Linked DNA regions of Xenopus laevis: region 2 is linked to region 1. The links are chromatin contacts, called in public Hi-C maps. All regions are on one chromosome and are shown on one strand. Each heading gives the region's core, a stretch centred on a gene start, on an enhancer-like site or on the middle of the called end of the contact. The rest is flanking DNA. Distances are from core to core; before and after follow the strand shown. Region 1 has its middle 33 kb from the start of sh3bp4.L. Region 2 has its middle 25 kb from the start of ramp1.L.

What was found. A called contact is a pair of places that touch in the nucleus more often than the background predicts.
Region 2: a Hi-C map of the XTC cell line shows a contact between it and region 1, with 7 times the contacts expected there. The contact joins two enhancer-like sites. A contact is called at or near these places in 2 of 4 Hi-C or Micro-C datasets (the XL177 cell line and the XTC cell line).

Annotation. Positions count from the first base shown.
Region 1 is chr9_10L:83,714,094-83,717,388 of Xenopus_laevis_v10.1, forward strand. No RefSeq gene overlaps it. Among protein-coding and RNA genes, the nearest start is that of sh3bp4.L, 33 kb to the right of the region's middle. Within about 2 kb of position 2,003, at least 1 of the 7 cell types and tissues checked has an H3K27ac peak or open chromatin away from gene starts, as enhancers often do.
Region 2 is chr9_10L:83,786,561-83,789,669 of Xenopus_laevis_v10.1, forward strand. No RefSeq gene overlaps it. Among protein-coding and RNA genes, the nearest start is that of ramp1.L, 25 kb to the right of the region's middle. Within about 2 kb of position 1,656, at least 1 of the 7 cell types and tissues checked has an H3K27ac peak or open chromatin away from gene starts, as enhancers often do.

The sequences.
Region 1 (3,295 bases), core at 753-3,252:
AATTTTGGATATCTTGCAGAGATCTCTGCAACAGTCCAGAGGCAGAGGAATCTAACTTTTTAAATAATTTGAAAAAATTAGGGATGCACCGAATGCAGGATACGGTTCGGGATTCCGCCAGGATTCGTCTTTTTCAGCAGGATTCAGATTCTGCCGAATCCTTCTGCCCAGCCGAACCGAATCCTAATTTGCATTTGCAAATTAGCGGTGGGGAGGGAATGCGATCTCCTATAGACTCCATTTTAATCAAATAATTTACACTTTAACCAGTATTTATTTAACCAGTACCTTAGTGGAAGCAAAACAAGCCTATTGGTTTAGTTAAATGGGTGATTCACCTTTAAGGTAACTTTTAGTATATTATAGAATGGATAATACTAAGCAAAATTTTAATTGGTCTTTAAAACCAATTGTTTATTTTTTATAGTTTTTGAATTATTTGCCTTCTTCTTCTGATTCTCTTTCACAAGGGGGTCACTGGCTCCATCTAAAAACAAATACTCTTTATGGCTACAAATGTATTGTTATTGCTACTCTTTAATGCTCATCTTTCTATTCAGGCCCTCTTCTATTAATATTCCAGTCTCTTATTCAAATCAGTGCATGGTTGCTAGGGTAATCTGGACCATAGCAATCAGACTGCTTAAATTGTAAACTGGAGAGATGCTGAATAAATATGTTTCTTTGACAACCACTTTAATCCAATATTTATAATTGTTGCACCACACAATTATGGGACAGCCATAGGCTAAAAGGTGCTACTTGAATATGATGTGAACTATATAAAAAGTGGAACACCTATTCAATGCCACAGTATGTTTTATTTGTGTCCAACAGAGGGCACCTGAGCTCTTTTTAACCCACACAGCAAAGGAATTGGCTACAAATTGTTTGAATCTTTCTGAGAGCTGTATGTGAACTAAATCTTTACTTGTTCTTAAATTAATATTGTATAATACCATAGGGCATCCACTAGAGAGCCTTTAGAATACAAAAAAGTGTAGTTGATTTAAAGTAGCGTGCCACTGCATGTTTCAGACCTGGCAGGGCCCTGCTTTAGGTACATGTTACAGAAAAATGGCCTTATTAAGTCCAAAAAGTTAATTGTAAAGAAATTGCAAGGCCACGAAATACTCAAATTATTTATGTGTGCAGTAGCCCTTCAGCAATATACTTTGTTCTCCATAATTAATGATTAATGATTAATGATGTCATCATCATTTCTGGTGTTCAGTGATGTCACTTATGTCGCACAACTCATCTAGGCATCTTCTTGCATTTATATGATCAAAAACTTCTTGGTGACTTCTTTATATTTTGCAGTAACAGGTTATTTTCTATATACATGTATATAGAGCATCTAAAAAGAATCATCAAGTCTAATTACCACAATATTTATTTTCACAGACCATGGAGACAAATGTAGCTCATAATCCTGAATCTAGGATACATTTCCACTGTGCTTATTATTTTCCTCTAACTTCAACTTATTTTTCTTTTAGAAAACAATTGATAAGAAAGCAGATGTATCATGGTTTAAATATGCCAAAAGCTTCCTGGTTTCCCTCTGAACGTGTGGATACTTGCATTGGAGACATTCTGTGCTTTACAAACAACATCATACTAGGCTTTACTTGAAATCATTAATCCACTAATTCAGTTTCAGCAATTTCCCATGTGTAGGTTGATTCATATCAAACTCATGAAAACAAAACACATTGAATGCAGCCTGGAGATAGTGATAACATCTGGTCCAAAAACCATACAAGACTCCCTATGGCAAATAAAATCACACTGTAGAAGAGGTGAATTGTTCTTCTACAATTGTTTTGTAACACTATCTATTAGGTAGGTGAACAGCAAAGGATCATAAATAGTCAAACAGAAAAATGAACAACAATAGTGGGGAAACCTGAAACTGGAGATGGCCTTTCCATGATAAAAGGTTTGTCACTAAGAAGTGTGTAATGCAGATTCTTCTATTGTCCCATGGAACTTCCACAACTACAGTATCTACAGAACTGGACATGAACATCTCACCTATACAGGGAGGATCTGCTTCTCTGCACATAGGACTGGGCACGCACTAATTTGCCCATATTATACCCTCGCCCCCAACATTATAGAGAGCACAATTGGCTCAGTAATATTGTGATATTCTTCAGTAATGTGATCATTTGGAGGGATGTCTGAGCATTCACATTTTGTGCCATTTGGCTACAGGCATGGAGGTTGAACTACAGTTATTATGTGGACGAGAATGAACAAATGCCTATTAAAGGCACATTACATTATAGATAGTAAATAATGCACACCTAATGTAAAATATATGGATATCATATGGCTCATTTATGACCACAGGTGCAGTTGTCCACTTTGTGACTGCAACAACACTGTAATTTTGGGGGAAATACAACATTATGGGGGCGGGGGCATGGAAATTGCACTCAAAATTGCACATAAATTAGCCCTGTTATGTCACTGACACATTCAGTGACCATATAAAGGTGCTGGTTTTTGTGTGAGTTGTAGTTGCATAATTTTGGGCTCATGGCATTACAATTGCATTAGCATGTGATTCTTTTTTCCAAGTCTGCAAGCCTTTATGGAAAATCAGGTTTAATTCAGAGACCACTTTAATTTCCTTTTATTATTACCATTTTTACATACTTTAGAATGGTTGTGGCTATTTATTCATATAAGCTCTATATTTTTTGCCTGTAAAAAAAATAACAACAATATTTGCTTATTGACTGCATGTATATTACCAAGTTCTTGATATATACATTTTATGCATATTCATTAGTAAAACAGGCTGGTTGAGAGCAAAGGCTATGGGCTAGTCAGAACCTGGTGGAGTAAAGTGAATCCTGACACACCTAAATCAAAGCGCTGTGTGTGTGGTTTTGTTCTAGTGAATACAGTGGTGCAGCTCTACAGTTATGGATCCTATGGAAAAATGTGTTAAACCAACCCAAACCGTAAGTGTGTAAAATGGACACCCAAATTAATCTGGACCACACTAGGCCCACTTTATACCTGGCCTCTTAGAAGCCACTGGGTCCGTTAACCTTACTGTTAAACCCTGAATACCATGTAAATCACCTATGGGAAATTAAATAACATGACATGACCTACCAGTTTCTTATTTATATATATAGTGTAACTTTGTCCTTATCTGCTGCCATTATATAAAAAGTTGAGTATGTTCCTTCACTTAAGGTATATCTCCAGGCAGCACTGAATCCCTACAAGAGTTGGCTAGAGTTGATTTGGAAACATAATTACAAAAATG
Region 2 (3,109 bases), core at 406-2,905, 72 kb after region 1:
AGAACTTTTTGGGGGGTTGCCCAGTTTTGCAGGTGTCTAGTCAGTTAAATCTTGTTTTGGGGATTATTACACAGACCCAGTTAACAGCCTTTTGCATTTGACACTAAGTTCTATAGAAAATCCATTCTATAAATCTATAAATTCACTGCAAGTGTCTCCTAAGCTTGTGCCTCACAGACAAATGCAACTCCAGACAGCTGAGAAGGATAAAACTTTAACCCTTGAAGCATTGCTGTGGCTCACTAAACCTTGCTTCTATATACACTTGCTCCAATCTGGAAGGGATTTAAAGGAAAACTATACCCCCCAAACAATGTAGGTCTCTATTAAAAGATACTGAGTAAAACAGCTCATGTGTAAAACCCTGCTTCATGTAAATGAACCATTATCATAATAATATACTTTTTTAGTAGTATGTGCAATTGGGTAATCATAAATAGAAAATTGCCATTTTAAAAAATAAGGGCCGCCCCCTGAGATCGTACGATTCACTGTGCACACATACAAACCACATGTAAGGTCACATGAGCCAATTAACAGACAGAGTTCTGCCTTTTGCTTCCTCACTTCTTCCTGTTACAGTTAGTGTTGTAGTATTTCTGGTCAGGTGATCTCTGAGGCAGCACAGATAGAGTCACGAAATGGTGGTTCAAGGCAAGAGATGTAAAAGGGCAATATTTATGTAAATATATATTCCAGTTTGGTAAGATTCTTTAATATGTCATTCAATTTGATATAAACTATCTGTTGCTTAAGTATTCATTTTGGGGGTATAGTTTTCCTTTAAGTGGAAGATTAAGGACACAATATGTTTTGGTTTTTTTGAATCCACCAATGTAGTCTTGATACAGAAACACAAACTGGGAGTCTAGGAGAACTCTAGGAAAAATGATGGCAGCATGACTAATGTCTAACATGCTTAATATAAGCAATGATTACTGTACCTGGCTAATTAGAAGTTTGATGGTACTCTATGCAGTCATAGCAAAGCATTGTACTACTTCATTGTTGGTAACCCTATTGACTTTATGCAACCTATTTTGTGGTAATTTAATTGTTTTGGCTGATGCACATGATCTAAAACTTGGTATATTCAAACTGTTTTGTGACCACAGTTGTCCATGAAATGACTCCTGTGCTAGATTTCTATATTTTGCTATATGTGTTTTCTAATTAAACCCATTTTATTTGCAACCTTAATCTGTCTCTGTGGTTAATAATACAGATGAATGCAAAAGCTTGGGCATGAATCAGTGTATTGATCATATTGTTAATATAGTGATAGAGATAGGAAAAAACTACTGTATCTACAAGTGAACAACATGTTTTAAAAGAGCTAGGGTAGGATATAAGCAGTCACCCAATGTTTGCCATACAATTGTAACGGTTAAAGGAAAATTAAAGGCTAAAAAATATTTTTGCTGGAAATACTGTATTTTATCATTTGAACTTACTGTAACAGCCCAGATGTCCCTGTAATAATGATACATGCTTTCAGCTTTTCAGTTGTTGATCATGTTGTGCCCTATTATTCAATGCCATTGGCTAGACTCAGCAAGCTGTTGATGTGAGTATACGCAGAGTATATCTGTGTGCTGGTGTTGCCAGTTTCTTAGAAACCAGTGTCTATACATGTCGATCCATAATGGGAGCAGGACACTTGCACTGAACCATAAGCAGCTGAGGACCCCTAGTGATGGATACGTGACACTGACATACGATACATAGAAATGAAAAAGAACTGAAGGCAAATAAAGAATGATATGATGCAAGAAGCCAGTAATGGGCAGCAGTACAGAAAATGACAGTAAAAGAAATACCAAATGTACCATAGCCCTAACTAATAGAACCTATATCATAGACTACTCTTTATCTGTACAAACAGCTATTATATAAGGCTCCATTTACTTTGGATGTTACTGAACTTCAGCTGAATAACTTTATACCAAAATCAATAATACAGAGGCATTAACCATTAAAGGGATCCTGTCATTGGAAAACATGTTTTTTTCAAAACGCATCAGTTAATAGTGCTACTCGAGCAGAATTCTGCACTGAAATCCATTTCTCAAAAGAACAAACAGATTTTTTTAAATTAAATTTTGAAATCTGACATGGGGCTAGACATTTTGTCAATTTCCCAGCTGCCCCCAGTCATGTGACTTGTGCCTGAACTTTAAGAGAGAAATGCTTTCTGGCAGGCTGCTGTTTTTCCTTCTCAATGTTACTACTGAATGTCTCTCAGTGGGACATGGGTTTTTACTATTGAGTGTTGTTCTTAGATCTACCAGGCAACTGTTATTTTGTGTTAGGGAGCTGCTATCTGGTTACCTTCCCATTGTTCGTTTGTTTGGCTGCTGGGGGGGGAAGGGAGGGGGTGATATTACTCCAACTTGCAGTAAAGCAGTAAAGAGTGATTGAAGTTTATCAGAGCACAAGTCACATGACCAGGGGCAGCTGGGAAATTGACAATATGTCTAGCCCCATGTCAGATTTCAAAATTGAATATAAAATAATCTGCTCTTTTGAGAAATGGATTTCAGTGCAGAATTCTGCTGGAGCAGCACTATTAACTGAGTTATTTAAAAAAAAAAAAAAATTCCCATGACAGTATCCCTTTAACTTTTTAACCAAATACATTTTAATAACCAAAGGTGAAAAGTTATCTAAGGCTAATGTTACTAGGGCACATTTTAGCCATAGGTATTTCGGCAAACTAAAATGTACATGAGATTGTCTTTCATTTTCAGTCTGAAAAGTATTCATTCCTGCTCTTCTGTGAAAGATGATCAACAAGTGCTTTTTAGTTGAATTAAATTTGCCAGGCTGAAAAAACACCCCATGTGCCATAACCTAAGCACACCAGTGTAAAAAAAAAAGTATCATACATAGAAGACACCCATGACATAATGCCCTTGAAGTAAAAACCACACACAATGGGTTGCACTGCTGTATTCCATAGTGCAAGTGCAGAAAGTATGTTTGAGAGAGCTGATGAAAAGCCCAGCACTGTGTTACAATTTGTGTTTCAGCAAGACAAGGAACATGTTTCAGCAAAAAACACCCCTGTAATATAATGGTAAAAATCCTATTCAGACTTGATTTTGGG